Regions from separate parts of the Mus musculus genome. Here all the other regions are linked to region 1. A link is a contact called in public Micro-C and promoter capture Hi-C data. All regions are on one chromosome and are shown on one strand. The core of a region is the stretch at or near the end of the contact, and the rest is flanking DNA. Distances in the headings are between cores, read along the strand shown. Region 1 holds the start of Nkx6-2 (NK6 homeobox 2). Region 2 holds the start of Jakmip3 (janus kinase and microtubule interacting protein 3). Region 3 holds the start of Bnip3 (BCL2/adenovirus E1B interacting protein 3).

Region 1 (2,700 bases), core at 127-2,626:
CCCCACACTAACTGTTAAAAAACGAAACTGAACTTCTAAGAGGACCAGCAGCAGTGGACGTTAGGCCCCTACGTGAAGCCTTTAGGATCACTTTTGCCCGTAAGACAGAAACCTTGGAGACCAGGGCAAAAGGGGAAAGTCGTTATTAACAAACTGCACAGGGCCTCTGCTTAAATCGCCAGGACCGGAAACAGTAGATTCTATTTCCACAGGTTGTATCACAATCAGTACTAGGTATTATGAGGTTAACAGTAAGCACTGCTCAAGAGGAGGAAAGAAATAAGCGCCAGCGTGCTACCTTCTCGGATCCTGCTGTGCGCCGCCGCACTAGGTGGCTGCAACTTCAGTTAACTGCCCAACAATTTTATGGAGTGAGAGGCCCCTGTACTAGAAAAGAAATTAAGGCCTAGTGGGCTCTACAGGCCGGGTCTATAGCCAGTGCTCTGTCCGCTAGACTGCAAACGCATACCCAGCCGAAGTCAGTGAGTAAGGTGATCCTTTCGTCCTGGTTCTTGAATTCCAAAACCGCTGCATTCTGGCCCGAGGTCCAGCTTGCCAGAAAGCAATAAGCAGGAGAATTCTGGTCCTGGGCCTCAAAGTCTGGACACGGGTAACCTCCTAGGTGAGTGCCTAATAAGCATAAAAGTTCAAGGGGGACGGCCTAGCCTCTCCCAGATACCCCAACCCAACTTCAAGGATTTCAGAACGGGAGGACAGCATAGGTTGTGTGTGTGTGTGTGTGTGTGGTAGTAAGGTCACCGGTTGCCTGGAGCCATCTAAAGTCAGTGAGTTCAGTTGGCAGAGTTTGGCAGATCTGAGGAAGCCAAATCTATCTGGTCCCTAGAGTCCACCCTTTTTCGTTCAAAATCCACCCAGAAAAGTTATACCCACAAGTTCACAACAGCCCACACCACCACGAGCTGGGAAGGAGAAGGAACCCCAGTACAGGGCTTGGGCCCTGATCCAAGATGGAGTGCCCTGACCTGTGGCGTCCAGCCGTCCCAGGCTCTTCCCTGAACTAAGCATACTGAGCTTGAGCTTTCGGAGTGGATCTTGAAATCTACATTCTTTCGGTCGATAAAATATGTTCTCGTATTTTTTCCTGATTTTCCCATTAAAACCTTTGCCTAACTAAACTCCCATCCAACGGGATTTATTTCATCTCTAGGGAGATAAATCAGGGGGCAAATTTACAGTCCCGGAGGCACCTGCCTCGCTAATGGGCCCTTCATGGAGTGCATGGCCGGCGGGGGCGCGCGCAGACGGGCCGGACGCTGGCCAATGGCCTGGTCGCCAGTGCCTTCAGCCAATCAGCGCGCGCGCCGCGCCCAGGCCCCGCGGTTATCAGTGCGTCCATCCCGCGCGGCGCCGCTCCGACCTGCCCCGGAGCCGCCACTGCCGCTCCCGCCGCCCTTAGTATCCCTGCCTTCTCTCTGACCGCCGCCCATTCAGCGCAACAGCCGTCGGTCCTCTCGCTTTCCCGTAGGGGCCGTCGGCGTTCGTTTGAAACGCGGTCCACCCGTCCCAGCGTAGCCGGCGCTCTTCGGCGCCGCGCGCAAACTTCCCGAGCCGGCGGGTGCGGGCGGTGGCAGCGGGGCCCGGATGGGCGCCCGGGTCGGAGGCGGCGGCGCCCATGGACGCTAACCGCCCGGGTGCGTTTGTGCTGAGCAGCGCGCCTTTAGCCGCGCTGCACAACATGGCTGAGATGAAGACGTCGCTGTTCCCCTACGCGCTGCAGGGCCCGGCGGGCTTCAAGACACCCGCCCTAGGCAGCCTTGGCGCGCAGTTGCCTCTAGGCACTCCGCACGGCATCAGCGACATCCTGGGACGGCCGGTGGGCGCAGCGGGTGGCGGCCTCCTAGGAAGTCTGCCCCGTCTCAACGGGCTCGCCTCGTCTGCAGGTGTCTACTTCGGGCCCGCAGCCGCCGTGGCTCGGGGCTACCCCAAGCCGCTGGCGGAACTGCCTGGGCGCCCGCCCATCTTCTGGCCTGGGGTGGTGCAGGGCTCTCCCTGGAGGGACCCGCGACTGGCCGGCTCCGGTAAGTGGCCCGCGCGGGATTCGGTAAGGAGAGGGGCTGGGCGCGGGCCTCGGACTGCGCTCACTGGCTCTTCTTCGCAGCCCAAGCCGGCGGGGTCCTGGATAAGGATGGCAAGAAGAAACACTCGCGGCCGACTTTCTCCGGCCAGCAGATCTTCGCGCTGGAGAAGACTTTCGAGCAGACCAAGTATTTGGCAGGCCCAGAGCGCGCGCGGCTTGCCTACTCTCTGGGCATGACCGAGAGCCAAGTGAAGGTGAGCTCGAAATGGGCCGGGGTCCAGCAGTATTGAGGCGGGGCCCGGAGTCCGCGTCCTGCGAACGGCCGGCGAGCGGCGGTTCGGCTGCGGCCGGACCGCGGAAAGCGCTGGCGCCAGGCGGGTCCGGAGTGCTGGTCGGGTGAGGCGAGCCTCGGTGCCCGTCTGATGATCCCTCCCCCAAACCCCCAGGTGTGGTTCCAGAATCGGCGGACCAAGTGGCGCAAGCGGCACGCGGCAGAGATGGCGTCGGCTAAAAAGAAGCAAGACTCGGATGCCGAGAAGCTGAAGGTGGGTGGCTCAGACGCGGAGGACGATGACGAATACAACCGGCCCCTGGACCCCAACTCCGATGACGAGAAGATCACGCGGCTTCTCAAAAAGCACAAACCCTCGAACTTGGCGCTC
Region 2 (2,700 bases), core at 183-2,682, 640 kb after region 1:
TGTGGGCTTGGCCAATGCTCTTCCTGCAGAAAACACTCTAATGTCTTCCGTGTTGGTGTGCCTCAAAGCTTGGTGAACCAGACTCCTAGCCCCACCAGTGTAGAGTGAAATACTGCAGGCTATTGCTCTAAGGGTTTAAATTCACAACCACACGTTGGCTTCCTGAGAAAAGAGGGCCAAGAGGGCCTTGTTCTCGGTGTATTAATTGGGTACCTTGGTGGAAAGAGGACCCTGGCCTTCTTCACTCCACCTACAGAGCAAGCTGGAAGTACCCACTCCCGCAACTCTGTTCTCTAGTTTGGGCCCCACAACCAAGGCCAGAGCCTTTTCTGGTGTCCTGCTGTTCTGCAGAGAGCGCCCAGATCTGAGTCACCACTGGCTTCACTGCCGGCTTAGCTGTATTTGCAGGCAGTCGGCAAAGAGGGCTCTGCACATTTCACCATCTTGTGGAGGAAGCCTGAATCTAGCTGGGAAGCAGAAGGTTTGGTTTTTTTGTTTTTTTGATTTTTGCCTTTTTAAAAACCCTAACATTTTCTTTTTTAAGTAGGCAAGGTCAAATGGATAGGCAGGTCCTTTTCCTAAGAAAAGTGCCCAGGCCAGCGTCCTCTCACCAACTCCCAAACGCAAGTAAATGGTAATTCGGTGGCCTTGCATATCCTCAGCATAGATCCCACTGCTGTGCGTTCATCCCGGAAACGGGAACACGGGAAAAATTTAAACCATCTGCCCCAAAATTAAAAATCTAAAAGGCCTGGCAGCACCATCCTGGAGGAGGTACTGTGAAGACGACGAGTCCCCAGCGGCAGCGGCAGCGGCGGCGGCGGCGCACCTGCGCGTCCACACCCAGCGCAGCGTCACCGGCAGCTCCCTAGGCCTGCGCTGGGCTGGCCCTGCTCCCGCACACCGCGGGAAACCGGTGCAGTGAAATAAATTGCCAGTGGAACGCGAGAAATCTCCCAGAGAGGCAAACACCCCAACTCGGGCAAGGCCTCCGGACCCCGGATCACCAGGGAGAGTCGAGCAAGCCCCGCCACCCTGCTCCATCCCCGTGCCATCCCGCTCCATCCCGGCGCCACCCCAAGAGTCGCTACCCTGCGCCATCCCCATACACCCTGGGCATCGCCACCCTTTTCTATTCCCGTGCTATCTCCGCCACCCTGGGCGTCACCACCTTGCTCCATTCCGGTGTCATCCCCGGCACCCCAAGCCACCTACAGCCCGCAGCGCAGGGCATCCGCCAGCCCTGAATATTCAGTGCCAGGAGCGGGTGGAGCGTAAGGAGCCCTGCAAAGCGCGTCCCTCATCCCCTCCCAGGTCAACTGTGGGATGCGTGGGATCCTGAGGATCGCACCGCTGCTCACCAAGGTTCCCCTCGATCAGGCTTCGGGCGGCGGCGTCCGACGGTCGGGCTCAGCCATCGCAGTGGCGCTGCGGCGGGCGGGGGCCGCGCGTCACCACGGGCAGCGCCCCGAACCCCGGCCCGCCCCTGCAGGCGCTCCAGCCGGCGCCGGCCCAGCGTCGCCCGCCCCTTGGCTTCCCCAGATCGTTGCGCTTATTCCTTTAAGAAATAAGTCCTGGGTCCGTTAAAGTAAGAAATGACATTGCCGAAGATGACCCTGGTGGTTTAGAGGGTCCCGCTGTGCTGTGTGGGGATCTAAAAGCCATCCAGGTTAAATGTGCCTGCGGGTCGCCCAGGGCCACGCGCCTACGAGGGACTATCCGTGGTAGGAATCACTCACCCTCATTGCGTGCTGGATGTGAGCAGCCATGAGCAGCGCCCGCGAGTTGCACGTGGGTGTCCCAACCCTTAACCCTTTGCTTCCCGGCTCCAAAAGCTGCTTTCCAGGGCTCTGTAGGGAGAGAAACGTTTTTTTCAGGCTTCAGCAAACAAATGTTATCCCGGACCCCAACATTCAGAGTTCTGTCCTCCCTGCTTCTCTTTGCCCCCTCCCCTTCTGATACTGGACATAGAACCTAGGGTCAAGAGCTCTGCCTAAAACCTGTATCTCAGCACTCTGTTCCCTCACTTTGTTTGTTTGTTTGTTTGTTTTGTCCTGTGATCGTGTGTTCTAGTTTCATTTCTACTGCTGTATTAAAGTCCAAGACGAAAAGCAACTCAGGGAACAAATAAGTATATTCCAGCATGCAATTCCAGGTTATAGTCTATCATTGTGGGAAAGTCAAGGCAGGAACTTCAAACAACTAGTTACATATATCTGCAGTCAAGAGCCGAGAGAAGCGCATGCTCTCACTTGCTTATTCGCTTGTGTTCAACTCCCATTTCTTCACTTTGGGGTTGGGGGTGTCCCTCTGCCTAGAGAATGGTACCACCCACATGGGGCTGGGTTTTCTCACATTAATTTATTACATCCTCACAGAAATGCTCACAAGACTGCCCCATGTAGACAATCTCTCAGTGAGACTCTTTTCCGAGGTGACTCTGTCTAGGTTGTGCCAAAAGACAATTAAAGGTAACTGTCACATCCAGACATTGTGGTGCGTGCCTCTAATCCAAGAACATGGGAGACTGAGCACAGAATAACAAGAAACTTCACAAAACATATAGGTATTCTGTCTGGGTGGGCCTTCACCTGACAGAGTGAGTTCTGAGGGTTGGATGACAGGATAGATAGATGCAGAGAGAGGGTGAGTACTGGAGCGAAGAGCTCCTCAGGTAGACCACCATCCGGCAGACTACAT
Region 3 (2,700 bases), core at 9-2,508, 670 kb after region 1:
GTGGAACCACTGGGAAGCTGGGGCAGGAAAAAAAGTTTAAGACCAGAGTAGGTTACAAAGCGAATCTGTCTAAAAAAAGACATCAGATTCAGTCTGGTGACATGGCTCAGCTGCAGTGAACTTGCATGTGCAAGGCCCTCGTATAACCTTAGCACTCCAAACAAAACAAACGGAAATCAAGGCTGCATAGCTATAATCCCAGCTCTCAGGAGGCGAAAGCAGTAGGATCGGAAATTCAAGGTTAGCTTTTGCTACACAGCCAATTCAAAGCCAGCCTCGGTTATGACATTGTCTGGGAAAAAACAAAACACCAAATGAAGCTGCTTCTAGTGACCTGACCCACTGCTACTAAGATAGCTTCTTTTGAGGTTCACAAGCCCCTTCTCTATCCCAGAACTGTATCAAGAGGGAATTCCAACCTCCAAGTACAGAGAAGCTACTGGGTAGGTTACAGGGAGGATGCAGAATCCTCAAAACTGGCCCTCCAAAGGTCTCTCCAACCGTTCCTGTCCAAAAATGCCGTCCTTTCTCGCATGCAGCATACCACAGCACTACCCAACTCGCCATTGATGCTGCAGTAGAATACTGGCAAATTTTTTGTTTTGCTTTGTTGTAAACAGCTTCATACAGTGCAGCCCAGCCTGGCCACGAACCAGGGCTGGGACTAGAGTTATACATAAGCACTCCCGGACTGCATTTTTCTTAAAGATGCAACCTAAAAAACTATCTGTAAGCGTGCATAGAGACAGCGAGACCATGTGTGCTCCCATTGCTGGCGCTCGCAGGTTCCGGAGGAGATTGGGGAACTATGGGTCAACCGCGAGCAGGAGGGGCAAACTCAGCACCCAAGGCCAGACGCCCAAAAACCTGGCCGCACGTCCTCATGCCACGCCTATCTCGGAGCCCGCCCACGTCTGCCCACCTCCAGCCTGGCTTCAAGACCCGCCTCTTGGCCTCTGCAATGCGCGCACCTCGGAGTCCCAAGGCTCAGACCTCGAGCCCCGCCCCCAGACTCTTCCCTACCCGCCTAGGTCCCAGTTACTCCAGCCTCAGGCACAGCCCCCGGTCCACTTCTGCATTAGACCTTAAAAACAGCCGCCCTCCCGCGCACTCCTGCCTCAGGCCCCGCCCATGCCGGCGCACGCGCCGCACGTGCCACACGCTCCCCCGCGTTCCTCCCCCACCTGCAGGCCCCGCCCCCCAGCCAATGGGCTCCGCCGCCGCGTGCGTCCCGCCCCGCCCCGCCCCTTGTCCCTCAGTCCAGTGTCGCCTGGCCTCAGAACTGAGCGGCGCAGGCTGCCCCTGCTACCTCTCGGTGACCGCCTCCCAGGCCTGTCGCAGTTGGGTTCGGGCTCCTTTGCCGAGCCACCATGTCGCAGAGCGGGGAGGAGAACCTGCAGGGTGAGGCAGTGGGCCGAGAGGGGCCGCGGAGGCGGTAGGGTCGCGGGCTGGGGTGCGGTGAGTGGAGGCCGCGATGCAGTTCGGTGCAGCCGGGGCTGGGTGGTGAGCCTCGGGGCATCTTACAGACAGTACCTTCACAGGCAGGCCGGGTCTTTCTTTCCTGCTCTGTTCTTCACACTGTCATAGTTCTGTATTTTCAGACTCTGTAGGTCAGGGGAGCCTCGAACTCTGCGATCCTCCTTCCTCAGCTTCCCGAGTAGCTCAGATTTCAGGCCCTTGGCGTCCCCTTGTTCAGAGTTGCTTAAGTGAGTTAGAGGTTGCAGTTGAATTTTCAGTGCTTTGATTGAAGTCATTAATATTTATGACTGTAGTGCCTTTCACTTTTCCTACTTGGTACTGGGGACAGAACCAGATCTGAACGTGCTGGGTAAGTGCTCATTTCCCGAGCAACACTACCAGTTTTCATTTTATTGCTTTAAGACATACTGGTCTTGAACTTGTGATCCTCCTGGTTCAGCCTCTAGAGTAGCTGGAATTTGGAATTAACAGGCTTTGCCGCTGTGTCCCCTCTCCCCCAATCTTTACCCCTGGCTTGCTTTGTTGCCACTTCCTGATGGAAGAGGAGGATACAGGGTTTCAGACCTCTGTCAGGTTTTAGAGTTAAGAGGTGGGATAGCCGCACAGTGGTGGCACAAACCTTTTATCCCAGCAATCAGGAGGCAGAGGCAGGGGGATTTCTGTAAATTCGAGGCCAACCTGGTCTACAGAGTGAATTTCAGGACAGCCAAGTCTACAAAGAGAAAAACAGAGAGGGGGTATGGCTGGAGGTAGTGTGGAAGAGAGCTACAACAGCTCAAAAGGAGGGTAAAGTGCTTATAATTTAGTTCAGTAGGCTCACTGCAAGCAGTGAAGTAGATTGTAGGTTAAAATGGAAGTGAGGCTGGGTGTGGTGACACACCTAAAATCCCATCATGGGGTGGGTGAAGTTGAGTCTTGACAAATTCCAGGTTAGCCTGGACTACACAGTCGTACCAGGCTAGTTCGGGGCTCTGTAGCCAGACCCTGTCTCACAAATAACAGAAAGGCTCTCCCAGCATCAGCCTTTACAGACTGTTAGCACTGCGCAGACAGCTGCTAGTTTTGCAAGGCCAGCCTGGGTGCTATGTGCCATTGTCCATTTCTGAGAGCTACCTGGTGGGCCTGAGTTGAGTCTGAGTTGAGTCTCAGGCCCTGAGACTGGAGGAGGATCCTGTTGACCTTTGTACTCTCTGAAGCAAGAGTTCACCAGGTAAAACGCAT

What was found. A called contact is a pair of places that touch in the nucleus more often than the background predicts. Capture Hi-C pulls out chosen DNA fragments and counts their contacts.
Region 2: a contact with region 1 is called in a promoter capture Hi-C map of liver, with 2.8 times the contacts expected there. The contact joins the promoter of Jakmip3 here to the promoter of Nkx6-2 in region 1. A contact is called at or near these places in 2 of 39 promoter capture datasets (pre-B cells and stem cell-derived epiblast-like cells), 3 of 484 Hi-C or Micro-C datasets (all in embryonic stem cells), 3 of 115 datasets of contacts at active chromatin or transcription factors (all in embryonic stem cells) and 1 of 9 other capture datasets (liver).
Region 3: a contact with region 1 is called in a Micro-C map of embryonic stem cells, with 2.7 times the contacts expected there. The contact joins the promoter of Bnip3 here to the promoter of Nkx6-2 in region 1. A contact is called at or near these places in 2 of 39 promoter capture datasets (cranial neural crest and embryonic stem cells) and 1 of 484 Hi-C or Micro-C datasets (embryonic stem cells).

Annotation. Positions count from the first base shown.
Region 1 is chr7:139,581,473-139,584,172 of GRCm38.p6, reverse strand. Nkx6-2 (NK6 homeobox 2) reads left to right here and starts at 1,376. Exons shown (of 3, transcript NM_183248.3): 1 at 1,376-2,039; 2 at 2,120-2,292; 3 at 2,485-2,700. The coding sequence starts at 1,634. Gm33031 (a long non-coding RNA gene) reads right to left here and starts at 1,377. Exons shown (of 7, transcript XR_003946896.1): 1 at 1-1,377.
Region 2 is chr7:138,939,462-138,942,161 of GRCm38.p6, reverse strand. Jakmip3 (janus kinase and microtubule interacting protein 3) reads right to left here and starts at 1,432. Exons shown (of 20, transcript NM_028708.2): 1 at 1,362-1,432.
Region 3 is chr7:138,908,064-138,910,763 of GRCm38.p6, reverse strand. Bnip3 (BCL2/adenovirus E1B interacting protein 3) reads left to right here and starts at 1,258. Exons shown (of 6, transcript NM_009760.4): 1 at 1,258-1,401. The coding sequence starts at 1,371.